Regions from separate parts of the Sus scrofa genome. Here all the other regions are linked to region 2. The links are chromatin contacts, called in public HiChIP or PLAC-seq maps. All regions are on one chromosome and are shown on one strand. Each heading gives the region's core, a stretch centred on a gene start, on an enhancer-like site or on the middle of the called end of the contact. The rest is flanking DNA. Distances are from core to core; before and after follow the strand shown. Region 1 overlaps ARID5B (AT-rich interactive domain-containing protein 5B). Region 2 has its middle 100 kb from the start of ARID5B. Region 3 overlaps ARID5B (AT-rich interactive domain-containing protein 5B).

Region 1 (4,033 bases), core at 140-2,639, 210 kb after region 2:
TTTCTCATCGCTGGATGCTAAGCTCTTAAAGGGGGTAAGAATCATGGCGTACTCACCTTTGTATCAACATATGTTCCCTGAAATGATAGAAAAAGTCTGCTAGATTCCAGAGGTTTCAAATCTCCATCACCTTCTCGCCTTTCCTGGAGTCAAGTTTTTTGGTTTTTTTTTTTTTTTTTTTTTTTTTGGTCTTTTTAGGGCCACACCCAGGCATACGGAAGCTCCCAGGCTAGAGGTCGAATCAGAGCTGCAGCTGCCAGCCTACACCACAGCCACAGCAATACGGGATCCAAGCCACGTCTGCTATCTACACCACAACTCACAGCAACACCAGACCCCTTAACCCACTGAGTGAGGCCAGGGATTCAATCCACGTCCTCATGGATACTACTAGTTGGGTTTGTTACTGCTGAGCTACTACAGGAACTCCTGGAGTCAAGTATTTCTTGACCTCAGTCTTTTAGTTTTAGCTCATCTCCCATTGATCTAAATTCTCTACGAACAGTGTCTAGCTCAAAGGAACTGGGTTTTTCTCAACCTTTACTCCCCTTTTTAAGCTGGAGGAACTTTCTTCGTAAATTGGTCCATGTCTTCAGTTGAAGATCGTTCGTTTTTTTAGGATGCTTAACAGTCCCTGGAGTCTGCACAGCCTAGAAGTTGCTCTTTCTGAGGAAGACGAGCTACCTTACGTTAAGGCAAATGGTAGCCTGTATCTGGAAGTCTGTGCATCCACCTTTCCCTCCTCTAACCCACAGGCAGCAGAATTCATTATAGAAAGCAAGGAATGGTGGCAGGACAACTAGCATACAGGACACTGACAAGTTCTAACTAAATGTGGGTTCTGTGGATCAGGAACACAGTACAGATGACAGTTCAGGTTGGAACCAGGTCAGAAAGTGTTGGGAAAGAAAAGGCTTAGCCAGGGTCATGTTCATTATTAGGAAGATTACTTGGTGGATGGCATGTACACCCCAAGGATACTTTCTGGCTCACTGACGTGCTCTGTGTTATTTATGGATGAAGACAAGGTCGTCTCTCTCCCCGAAGAGTCCACAGAGGATCCTGCACAAGGCAAGCTCACAGCACACAGAGTTTAGCCGGTCACACTTCCCTTTCCCCACAGTCACAGACATGAGTGTTAAATCTCTAAAATAGGAGATAGGATATTCTAGCTAAGACATCACACACAGTGCCAGAAACTATACTCTCGTAGGACACTGCCTCCTGCCCCATCCCTGGCACATGTGCTTTCAGAAAGAGGGAGGATTTGGTAATGGTTGGTTCTTTTGAGGTTTGTTTTTTTCGTAGCACGGGTGACAGGTCTTAGGCTGTCCAGAGCACAGTCTGTCTCATAGTTCCTGAAAGAAAGAAAGTTGAGAGTTCCCTTGTGCTTGTGGCACAATAGGTTAAGGATCCGGTGGTGTCGCTGCAGAAGCTCCGATTGCTGTTGTGGTGTGGGTTTGATCCCTGGCCTGAGAACTTCCATGGCCAGGGGAAAAAAAAGGAGAAGAAGAAAGGAAGTTGAAATATGTCAGGACTTGAACAAACAGAGACTATTGTGGCACGTTCCCCTCTTGAGTAGGCTTGCTGACCTTTGGTGCCAAGGTCGTGTGTCTGAACTGAGAAGCAGACTCAAAGATGCAGGGTGTGGTCTCACCACTGCCAACCCTGGTGACTGTTGCTCCCACCTTCGGCCCTGCCATTCACTCCTCATGAGAGGAATGTCCTCCCCATGGAAGAGTGTTCCTCAGACTTTTCAAAGACCTTCCCCCAGGCTTCAACGCCTCCTCTCTGAACAACTCTGGGTAACCAAGAGGACAGGTGCTGTTGGGCCCAGTGGGCCATGGAACTGATTGGGCAAGTCAGTGGCTAAACATGAATGTGGTAGTGGTGGGACCTCAGTGGGACTTGGGCATCAGCTTCTCCCTGCTCCCCCCGAATGCAACCCAGCGCTGAAGCATATGACATCACAGCTGAAGATCATATAATCTGCATACGTAGCAAACCCCAATTAACCAGAATTTCCCGTTAACCAGAAGCTCCCCATCCCTCATTCCCCTTTTTCAAAAAGAGGGGGAAAAAAAAAAAGTAAATAGTAAAAAACAGCTCATATGTTTTTCAAAATGTTTTTCTCATTATGAAATTTTTTCCTTTATGGAAAGTACAAGTACAATAATAATAATAATTGCCACTCTTCTGTAAGCACAGACCATATGTCAGACCTTATGCTAAGCCCTTTACATACATTTTCTTGCTTAATCTTTACAGCACCCCTATAAGGAGGCTCATGTTAACCATCACTTCACAGGGGAGGAAACAGACGCTCAGAAAGTTTACGGCAGCTCCAAGCCACACAGCTAGTGAGTGGTCAGGCCAGATTCCAGTTCAGGTCTGGCTGGCTTCAAAGCTGGTATGCATCTCCACTCTTTGATATTGCCTCCAGAAATAGCACCAATAATCTCGTCAGTGTTTATCTATTTCCTTCCAGTCTTTTTCCAAAGCATTTTTTTGAGGATATTTTATATATGCCGTTGTCATATCTTAGATGTTTAGTTATTACAAAATAAGCCTTTCCTCATATTATTATAAACATTATAGAGACCATTTTAATGGTTGCATAATGGTACATAAAATGAAGGCACCAGAATTTACATAATCTCTTTCTATTAGAAGTGTATATTGTTTCCTCCAGGGTTCTGTTCTGTTGCTTTAGTGTGTAATGTATAATTAACACTGTAATGAACATCTTTATATATAAAAACATCAGCATTTTGATGGTTTCTTTAGGATAAATTCCGGGAATCTCTTGTTGCCAAAATTGCTTTCCTTTTAGACAAGAGCAGAAAGATCAGATCATCAGAGCCTGCTGCGGGCTTAGTTCAGAATGAAGACCCTGAGTTTCTGCATAGCTCTAAAGCATAACAGGAAAAAAACAAACAAACAAAAAAAACGTGAATACTGGGCTTAGGCAGAAAAGTGAGCTCAGGCAGATTTTTCACTTCATGATCAGTCTCCTGAAGAACTCTTGAATTTGAATGACTAATGGCTTGTAACCATTTTTTTTTTTTTTTTTTTTTTTTGTCTTTTTAGGACTGCACCCACAGCATATGAAAGTTCCCAGGCTAGGGGTTGATTCAGAGCTATAGCCACTGGCCTATGCCACAGCCACAGCAATGTGGGATCAGAGCCACATCTTCCACCTACACCACAACTCAGGGCATCACCAGACCCTTAGCCCACTGAGCAAGGCCAGGGATCAAACCTGTGTCCTCAGGGATACTAGTCAGATTACTTTCCGCTGAGCCATAACGAGAGCTCCTGTAACTAAGATTTTAATTGCATTTCATGCACATTTAAGATGAAGACTCCATGTGGTAGGAATGCCTGAAGTCTCGTCCAGGCATGAGGGTAGAACCATTGGGCCATGGCTGCTGCCAACCTGAGTGTCACAGTGTGGCCAGAAGTAGCAGCAGAAGGTTGGGTCTGCTCCTTAGGCAGCAGGCTCAGGTAAAGCCCTTGGCTTGAGAAGTACAGAGCCATGATTTTGGAGGGATACACATTAGTTCTGTTAATTCCTGAGAACCTAAGAAAAAGCACAGTGTACTAGACAGGATGCTTGGCTGGAAGTCAGGAGACCTGGGTTCAAATCTGACCCATAGACGAAATAAGGAGCTTTGGCAACTCAGTAAACTCCCTATCTCCAGGTTTTACATGGGAAATGGAAGGTTAGACTGGCTTTTTGAGCTTTTGAGGATCTCAGACCTCTTTGAGAAACTGATGAAACTATGAATTTTCTTCTCATAAAAATGTGGATGCAGGAGTTCCCTGGTAGCTCAGCTGGTTAAGGATCCAGTATTGTCGCTGCAGCGGCTTGGGTTGCTGCAGGGGCGCAGGTTCAATCCCTGGCCCATGAACTTCCACATGCTTGCATGTACGGCCAAAAAAAATGTGCATGCAAATATCATCATCATCATCATCATGGCTCTAAACAATATTATTAGCAAAAATAGAAAATTCTGCATATATTTTTCAG
Region 2 (4,031 bases), core at 1,410-3,909:
TGTGAAAAGCATGGGTGGTCTTACCTTCCTTATAACTGGACAGGAGGCTGGCACTATTGACTCCCTTTCCACTGACCTGGTAAACACTTGGATCCTCAATTTGCCCATATCCTGGCAAATGACTGTTCTTAGCATACTAGGATCTTAACTCTTGATACTCTTCAGCTGCTGGTGTCTGTATTGCATTTGTGATATCTAGTTACAGTGCCCCCCTTTCCACATACCTGACCCCAGGGATATTGCAGAAAAGGGGAAAACCAAGATTGTAAGGGTTATACAGGGTGTGTGGGAGAGGAGTGTATGATCAGGCACCCAAAATGTCTCTTCTCTTGCTCTCTGTATGTCCCCTGCTCGACCACTGCCTGCTTCACCTACTCCTACTCACATGACTGATTTTCCTAAATACTTGCTCCAACTCCAGCTAGTGGTTGTTCTAACCTTTAGATTAGAACATCTCCACCAGGATAGCCTATCAAAGGGGCGGTGAGGGGAGTGCCCCTCTGCTGCTTTTGCCCTGGTAACCCATGAGCCAGCCTGATGTCAAATCTTCCTATAACTGCTGTCCTCCCCTCCCTCTTGAGCGCAAAGACTGCTGTCATGTCCTGCTTACTATCCACTGTGTACAGTGGGGTGCCACTCTAGGACCTTGCTTCAGATGTGTGAGATCCCCCATCTTTTAAACCACTGACATCTCTGTCACTAACTCTAGGCTCTGTCTTCAGCCTGAGGTCAGGCAAGGTCTAGGCTTGTAGGCCTGCAAGGTATAGTCCAACATGAGGTGGGGCGGTGCAGGCTGGGGTGGGGTGGGGGTGGTATGTGTGGGGGGATTAGGCAGAAAATTTTTTCTCTCTTGGTTCTGTTAGGAATTGATGTAAAATGTTGATGGAATGAAGATGATTCTGTCTTAGAGATCCAGCAACCTAAATCCCTAGACAATTTCTTGGGAAGTCAAATGTGTAAGAAGCTCTTGACGAAAGAAATCAACACCTCACTGTCAGTCATGTGTGTCCCAAACTCTTAGGTAGGGCTTTGTGATAGGAAAGTTGGGAGCCCAACTCCCAGCCCAAGACTTCTGGGTCCTCTCCCTGCCCATCATCCTAAACCCAGATCTTATCATTAGGATGCCACAGAACAAAAGAGCAGAGGAAAGAACAGATCCAGTGAGAAGAGACTGGCCATGTCCCATGTGGAAATGAGCCCTACATTGTGCCTCATAAGGGAAGAAGCAGATTTTGCCTCCTAATGATAAATATCGTTCACAGAAAAAGTGGATTTCACTCAATGGATAGTTTTATACCTCTTGCTGATAGAAATTTTTCTCTATGCAGGTAAAAATTTACATGCCACTTCTCCATGTCTTTACCCATGTTTAGGGCCTGTAACATCACTAAAATCACCATCGTTATAAACAGGAATTTTCTAACATAGTTAATTACGCAATAGTCTTACACATTCATGTTTACTGTAGGGAAATGTAAAAGGGGTGGGCAGTTCAAAAGTGACTGGGCAGTGATTTAGAGATCTGAATCATCCAAAAATCCTCCTAAAAACCTTCCCAGAACCTAAGAAAATATGCAAAATTCATTTAATTCTAAAGTATGAACACTTCTATAATTAGCACATTGCCATTTTGTTTACATTGTAATAGTCAAATATTTATATGGTATCTAAATACTTCACATATAATTGAGGCACTTATCTAAGCAATGGGTAAGGGACATATATTTCATTTAAAACTTGTAAAAAAAATTTTAATCTCACAATCTTAAGATTTTGCCATTTGTATCTTGGATCTGGTGACAAGTTAAGGTCACCCCTGATAGATCTGAAGCTGTGGCCGACAACATTAACAGTCTTCAAATGAAAAGTATTATCCATCACAGGGTGATGTATTCAGTGATCCAGTTTCCCAGAATATGTTTTGGCAAAGAGCTAGGAATTAGTCTCTGCCTCCCTGCTTTATTTGCTAATATGCTATCCATGAATCGAGAGTAGACAGAAATGGGTGAATTTATTGCTTATGGTAACAGTCACCATAGGAATCTTCCTTGGCATTTCATCAAGGGTTTCTAGGAAAGAGAGGTTTCTTTCCTTCCATCCACAGAACAGAAAGCCCCATGGATGTGTTCACCACAACAATTGGAGATCACTGTCCCCCCACCATCAGGTTCAATAGCCTGCACTCTTGTGATTCTCCAGCCTTCCCCCCACCCACCTGGGACAAAAAGTGGCCTCTGAAAAGAATATGAAGGCCTCGTCTACCCAGATCCAGGAATGAAGCTCATCCAGAGTCAGTTCTGAGGCCCTGATTCCACAGGCTCAGGAGTCTTGCATCACTTTGAGATCACAGGGTACCCTCCCAGACCTCACTGTATTCATCCTCCTTCACTTTAGCCCAAGAGACCAACAGGTAGGACAGTGACATGTGGACAACTGTGTAAAATTATCACCATTCCTGGAGAAGAATCCCAGGCACCTGCTCAGCTCAAGTAAGATGCTGGGCACATCCAGTGAGCCTATTGTAGGACACTGGTCCTGGAAAAATAAGCCAAAGACATACTTGCTTACTTGGTTCCTGATTAACCACCTAGGACAAGTCACATGGATGCAAAACATATATGAAGTGAAAGCATAAAGCAAAGCCACAAAGCTACAAAAAGCACCAGTGTCAGTCATAAAAATACCGCAGTGTTCTATTTTTCACTGAATTAGTCAGAACTCTCTCAGGTGTTCATGACTGACCAAAATGCAGCTCAAACAAATTGCAACCAAAGAGGAAATTTATAGTTACCAAATTTAGAAATTTGAGAGATCAGAGTCTGCTGAATCCAGGTGTTCAGTCATGTTGTCATCATGCCTTTCCCTCTGTCACCATCTCTTGGCTCTGATTGTTCTGTGATAGCTTTGTTGATGTCTCCACAAGTTCCCAAAGAATCAGAAGTTCTATGCTTATTTCTGTTGCTTGCAACCTTCGAAGGAAAATGAGACTCTTTCTTAACTGAGTTACCAGCCCTGGTTAAGTCATAGCACCCAGGGGGTAGATGGTTCTTATTAGGCCAGTTCCTCATCCCAAGTTGTGAGCAGCCACATGTGACTAACACTAATCAAAATTGGGATGGGGGCAGAGTCAGAAGGTAAAGACAAAGAGAAAGGATCTTTTGCACAACAAACAAGAGATAGCCACACTACATATCAACACTTAGATGGTGTCATGAATGAACTTGGAAATCTATTAAATCCCCTGGACCCTCTTGGAGCCCTGTCTGGCATTTGTTCTTGAACTCAAGGATCCAGGACTGTACCAACCAGGAAACACAATGAGTGTCATCTATTTAACAGCTATTTACTGAGCGCCATCCCAGAGCTTGGTACTGGGGATACAGTGGCAAGCAAGAAATGCACAGTAGGGTAAGAGAGAATGTAGGGAATGATAATAACAACTGATGCTTCCCCAAGGTCCCTTAGGTGGCAGACACTATGATAAACTTATGTATCTATTTTTAAGGATGTCACAGGCACACAAAGGATGAAATCCTAGCCTGGACTTGGGCCAGGGAATGCTTCTAGAGGAAGTGAAATCGAAGCTGAAATTTGAAAAATGGGTAAGAGTTCAGCTGGTCAAAGGGTAAAGTTGGGTAGTTCAAACAAAAGAAACAGCATATGCAATGTCCCCAAATCAAAAAAAGTACTGTGTTTTAAAGAAACAGAAAGACTTACATAAAAGCAAATGGTTTGTTAATATAAATATCCCCAAGGGCAAAACTGTGGTTTACTCCGGTCACTTTGTGATCTCAAGCAGGTCACCTCTGGGTCTTTCTCACAAAGTTGTTAAAAGGATCAAATGTAATAATGAATGTGAAATACTGTGTAAATTTTAAATCCTCTGTGACCATAAGGCACGTGTAGAGAACTGAAGGAAGTGCACAGAATGGTAAAATGCTGCATGATTAAGGAAACAGGTCCCGGCTCTATGTAAGCGCACCTCTCAAGAAAAACAGGCTTTAGCTTTATGGTGCCCGTTTAGCCACTGA
Region 3 (4,281 bases), core at 1,729-4,228, 190 kb after region 2:
GCCCACACCACTTGTTAAATAGACTGTACTTTTGCCCTTGAATGGTCTTGGCACATTTGTTGGGAATCAGGTGACCTACAGATTTGAAAATTGGTTTCTGGACTGTATTCAGTCACATTTGACCCTGCTGCCAGTGCCATACTGCTTGGATTACTGTAGCTCTTTAGTAAGTTTTGAAACAAGGAAGTGTGCGTCCTCCAACTTTTTTCTTTAAGATTAACTACATGAGATCTCTTGAAATTCCATACAAATTTACCAGATGTCCCAGTCTTAAAAAAAAAAAATACACAGTTAAAATGCAGGCAAACAGAGGAGAAAATAAGAATCCCAGATAACCTCACAACCTAGCTGCACCCACTGTTAATGACTTTTAAGTATTAAACAAGACAACGTGAGATAGCACTTCATACCCTCTAGGATGGCTCCCAAAAGACAAATAATATCAAGTGTTAGGGAGAATGTGGCAATAACAGCACCCTTGTCCACCATTGGAGAGAATGTGAGAGGATAGTTATGTTGGAAAACAGTCTGGCAGTTCCTCAAAAGGGCAAACATGGAATTATCTTATGACTCATCAGTTCCATTCCTAGGTATATACACAAGAGAAATGAAAACATGTCTACACAAAAACTTTTACACAAATTAATAGCAGCATTATCCATAAAAGCCAAACAGTGGAAACAACCCGAGTGTCTCACCACTTGATGGAACAGATAAATAAAATATGGTATATCCATACAATGTAATTATTTAGCAATAAAAGAAAATAAGATGCTGATACACTCTACAGTATGCATGAACCTTGAAAACATTTTGCTAAGTGAGAGAAGCCAGGGACAAAGAACCTCATGCTATACGATTCCATTTATATTAAATGTCCAGAATAGGCAAATCTATAGAGACAGAAAGTAAATTAGTGGTTGCCTAGGACTAAGGCGGGACAAACAGATGGAGTGAGAGGGTTCAGGTTTTCTTTGGGGATAATGAAAATGTTCTAAATTTGTAGTGATGGATTCACGACTTTGTGAATATACTAAAAGCTTGTCCATTTTAAATGGATGAATTATCTGGTATATGAATTATATCTTAGTAATGCTCTTAAAATAAAAGACAAGGGGCCAAATATATTATTTCATACTTTTCTTATTTTCACTGAGCATTTTTGCATGACCTGAAATGTTATTTAATTTTATTATTTTTAATAATCACATAGTTTTAATGAAAGTAGCCATACCATGATATAATATTATTTCCAGATATAATATACATTCTGTTATATAATGTATACATATATATGTATGTACACGTGTGTGTGTGTGTGTGTGTGTGTGTATAGAATGCCTTCAAAATGCTAGGCATTAAGTAATCAATATTAACCAGTCTTACACTGTTTGGTGTTTAGTTCTCCACACACTATTTTTTTATCCCCTAATATAAACCATATTGGAAATAAGATTTAGCCTGATCGGCATTGCCTGCTTATGAAATAATCATGTCCATGAACATCATGACAAATAGTGATTAGTCATTTTGTTAAGGCACAGATTTGGATCCTACATGTTGAATGACTAATGTATGGAAGTTAATCATTTTGCTATTGATTTGTCCAGTATCATACCTTAATTTGGTTTATTTATGAGTTTAGGGGTTCAGGAGGGCCTCTCAAATGTTACATGGCTGCTGCAGTAATGGAATTGTGATTCTTGCTGTGATGGAAGGTGTTAAGTTACAACATGAAAAATGAAAGACTGAGTAGATATTTTAAGGGGAAAGATGGCAGAAGTTAAGATGATTTTTAAGACCAGTTGTGCTAATGATGGTCAAGTTTCCTTCTCTTATAGCAATTTTGTCATGGTAACCATAGGGGGTTAACTGGATCTTGGAGGTGGCTTCCCACAAGGTGGCTTCTTAGAGAGGGTTGAGTTGAGCTAAGTTCAAATCTAATAGCCTTTTCTGGGCCATCGGTAAATAAATAAATGCATAAATTAATCTGTGAGAAAACCTTGGACCCAGCTATAGAGGAGAAGAAATTTTGTTTAAGCAATGGCTGCTATGTGTTCTTGTGGGCTCTTTATATTTTCTTATTAAGACTCTGAAACTCATTTATACTAAAAGTGAATGGTTGTCTGTAGCCTAACAGTTAACCCTGTGAAAGGAAGGCATGTTAAGGTAGATCAGGCCCCTTAGAATCACACCCCACTTGTGGGCACCACTTTTACCTACATGTCAGCCTAGCCACGTGGTCTCACCAGTAGATATAGCTATTGCACAATATCTGACTTGGGTGACATTTAAATATGGCTGAGAAGAGCATGCAAAATTCTCAGGAAGAAGTGTAGTGCGGCTCTTGAACGTGGCTTCAGTGGTCACTTCTTCAGTTTGCGGGTGGGGCTGGCTTTACCTCCCAGCAGGTTCATTTATTCCTTGGAGTGAGGGCAGCATTCAGTTTTAGTTTAGCTTTCTGTTTTTGTTTTTTTGTTGTTGTTTTTTTGTTTGTTTTTGTTTTTTTTTAGATTGATGAAGCAATAATATAGGGCAAAAGCTGAGATTAGCATATTAGTACATATTTTTATATTTGTCCATCCGTTTGAAGCAGCTTGCATTTGGAGACAGCCGGTTGAAACCCTGGGTTTTACATTTGAAATATTCTTTGTTCTGTTTGCAACCATGCCCTGATATATTTTCCCACATTTTCTTTTTATAAGTTCTCCAGTGGTGTTTTTGTTGCCTATCCTGGGAAGATCTGTCTTTTCATTTATCAAAACAAATGGCAAGCTGGGGACCATTTAAAGGAGGGGCTTTTTTTCAGCTAATAAAGCCAATCTTTTTGTTCTGTTATGTTAAAAGTACATTATCTTTTTATTGTCAGTTCTGTTTGGCTAGGTCTGTTTTCTGTCTTAGCAATCTCAGAGCTGCCCCACTTGCTTACTGTGTAGAGAATTACAAAATCATTAAGGGTGGGGCAGCACCAGCTGACTTACAGTACAAACCATTTCTCAAAATAACCACAACAGTGCAATACTGATGTGCAATTGACGTCACAGTATGTTTTTATGAAATAGTTTGTGGCATTTTCATTTCTATTCCGGATGGAATCTTGTTCGTTCTCCCTTTTAATCAGGCATTTAATTTATTTTTATTATTAACATTTTCCACTCCTTGTCTTGGCATGCCTCCAATTCAACAGCTTTGATGAGAAAACACACACATACAACTAACTGATCTTCCTCCACCTCAGCTCTTCAACATCAGTTTAACTGCAACTGTATTTTCCCCTTTGATGTGCACTAACTTCGTGTACTAATTTGACTGCCTTATGAGAGATTCAGAAATATAGTGGGGGCATAGTGCACGTCTACACAGAGTTGTAACCAGGAATTGATAAAGTTGAGGTACAACTTTGAATTTTAAACACTTTCAACCAATTCAGGCTATTTAGTCATAGGCACTGCTGCATTTTCCTTTTACAAATGTCTTTCTGTATAATGTCCTGTAATTAGAACAGGAAATCATTGAGTAACTGTAAGATGAATAAGAGCACTTAGACTGAAAGGAAAATTACCTTCCGAGAAATTATATTCTCTCTCTTTCTTTTTTTTTTTTTTTTTGCTGCATGTTACAATGTTGGTAATGATAGTAACAGCTGTAGCTACTCTTATCTGGAGAATTTTCATGCTTAGGTTTTCTGGAATAAAATTTTTTTTTCATTTTCAGTAATAATCAAAAATGAATGGATGGAAAATAGGAAATGCCTAATTATGACAAATATTCAGTGTCACAACAGAGCAGCAATTAAATGGAAACTTCAATATAATTGTCAATAGCAGTAAGAATTGGAATGGTGCCAGGTGTATAAAGTTGATGCTTTGCCTTTGGTTCGTTGCTAGGAGCACAGTAAAAAGTATAAAGCTTTGAGACAGGAATGTCTAATGTAATAAAGTAACAGAAAGAAGCATAAATCATTGTAAGAGCCTCTCATATTGACATTATTTTACTTAAATTGTCTCAAAACTAGACATCAGTTTTTATAACATGAGCAAACTCATATCTGCTTGGGAAAAAAAAAAAAAAAAAGAACACTATATATTGTCTTTGAAGGATGAGGGACATTGTGTCTCCAACCTAGCCTTCATACATATTTGGAATCTTTTAAGTGAAAATCTTTAAATGTTTGTTTCTATTGGCATCCAAATGCATTTGCCCTAATACGATTAAGAGAACCAAAGGGCAAAATACTTGGCAGATTTTTCAGTTGAGGTAATTAGGTGCAGGAAGGAACAT

What was found. HiChIP or PLAC-seq counts read pairs in DNA pulled down with a chosen protein or histone mark.
Region 1: a contact with region 2 is called in an H3K27ac HiChIP or PLAC-seq map of alveolar macrophages. The contact joins two enhancer-like sites. A contact is called at or near these places in 1 of 47 Hi-C or Micro-C datasets (skeletal muscle) and 1 of 2 datasets of contacts at active chromatin or transcription factors (alveolar macrophages).
Region 3: an H3K27ac HiChIP or PLAC-seq map of alveolar macrophages shows a contact between it and region 2. The contact joins two enhancer-like sites. A contact is called at or near these places in 1 of 47 Hi-C or Micro-C datasets (skeletal muscle) and 1 of 2 datasets of contacts at active chromatin or transcription factors (alveolar macrophages).

What each region holds. Positions count from the first base shown.
Region 1 is chr14:65,513,577-65,517,609 of Sscrofa11.1, forward strand. The region is part of intron 4 of ARID5B (AT-rich interactive domain-containing protein 5B); the gene reads left to right. Among named protein-coding and RNA genes, the nearest start is that of ARID5B, 110 kb to the left of the region's middle. Within about 2 kb of position 1,390, at least 2 of the 83 cell types and tissues checked have an H3K27ac peak or open chromatin away from gene starts, as enhancers often do. A contact at or near this core is called in alveolar macrophages, where this site is marked.
Region 2 is chr14:65,301,637-65,305,667 of Sscrofa11.1, forward strand. No RefSeq gene overlaps it. Among named protein-coding and RNA genes, the nearest start is that of ARID5B, 100 kb to the right of the region's middle. Within about 2 kb of position 2,660, at least 8 of the 83 cell types and tissues checked have an H3K27ac peak or open chromatin away from gene starts, as enhancers often do. A contact at or near this core is called in alveolar macrophages, where this site is marked.
Region 3 is chr14:65,490,378-65,494,658 of Sscrofa11.1, forward strand. The region is part of intron 3 of ARID5B (AT-rich interactive domain-containing protein 5B); the gene reads left to right. Among named protein-coding and RNA genes, the nearest start is that of ARID5B, 84 kb to the left of the region's middle. Within about 2 kb of position 2,979, at least 34 of the 83 cell types and tissues checked have an H3K27ac peak or open chromatin away from gene starts, as enhancers often do. A contact at or near this core is called in alveolar macrophages, where this site is marked.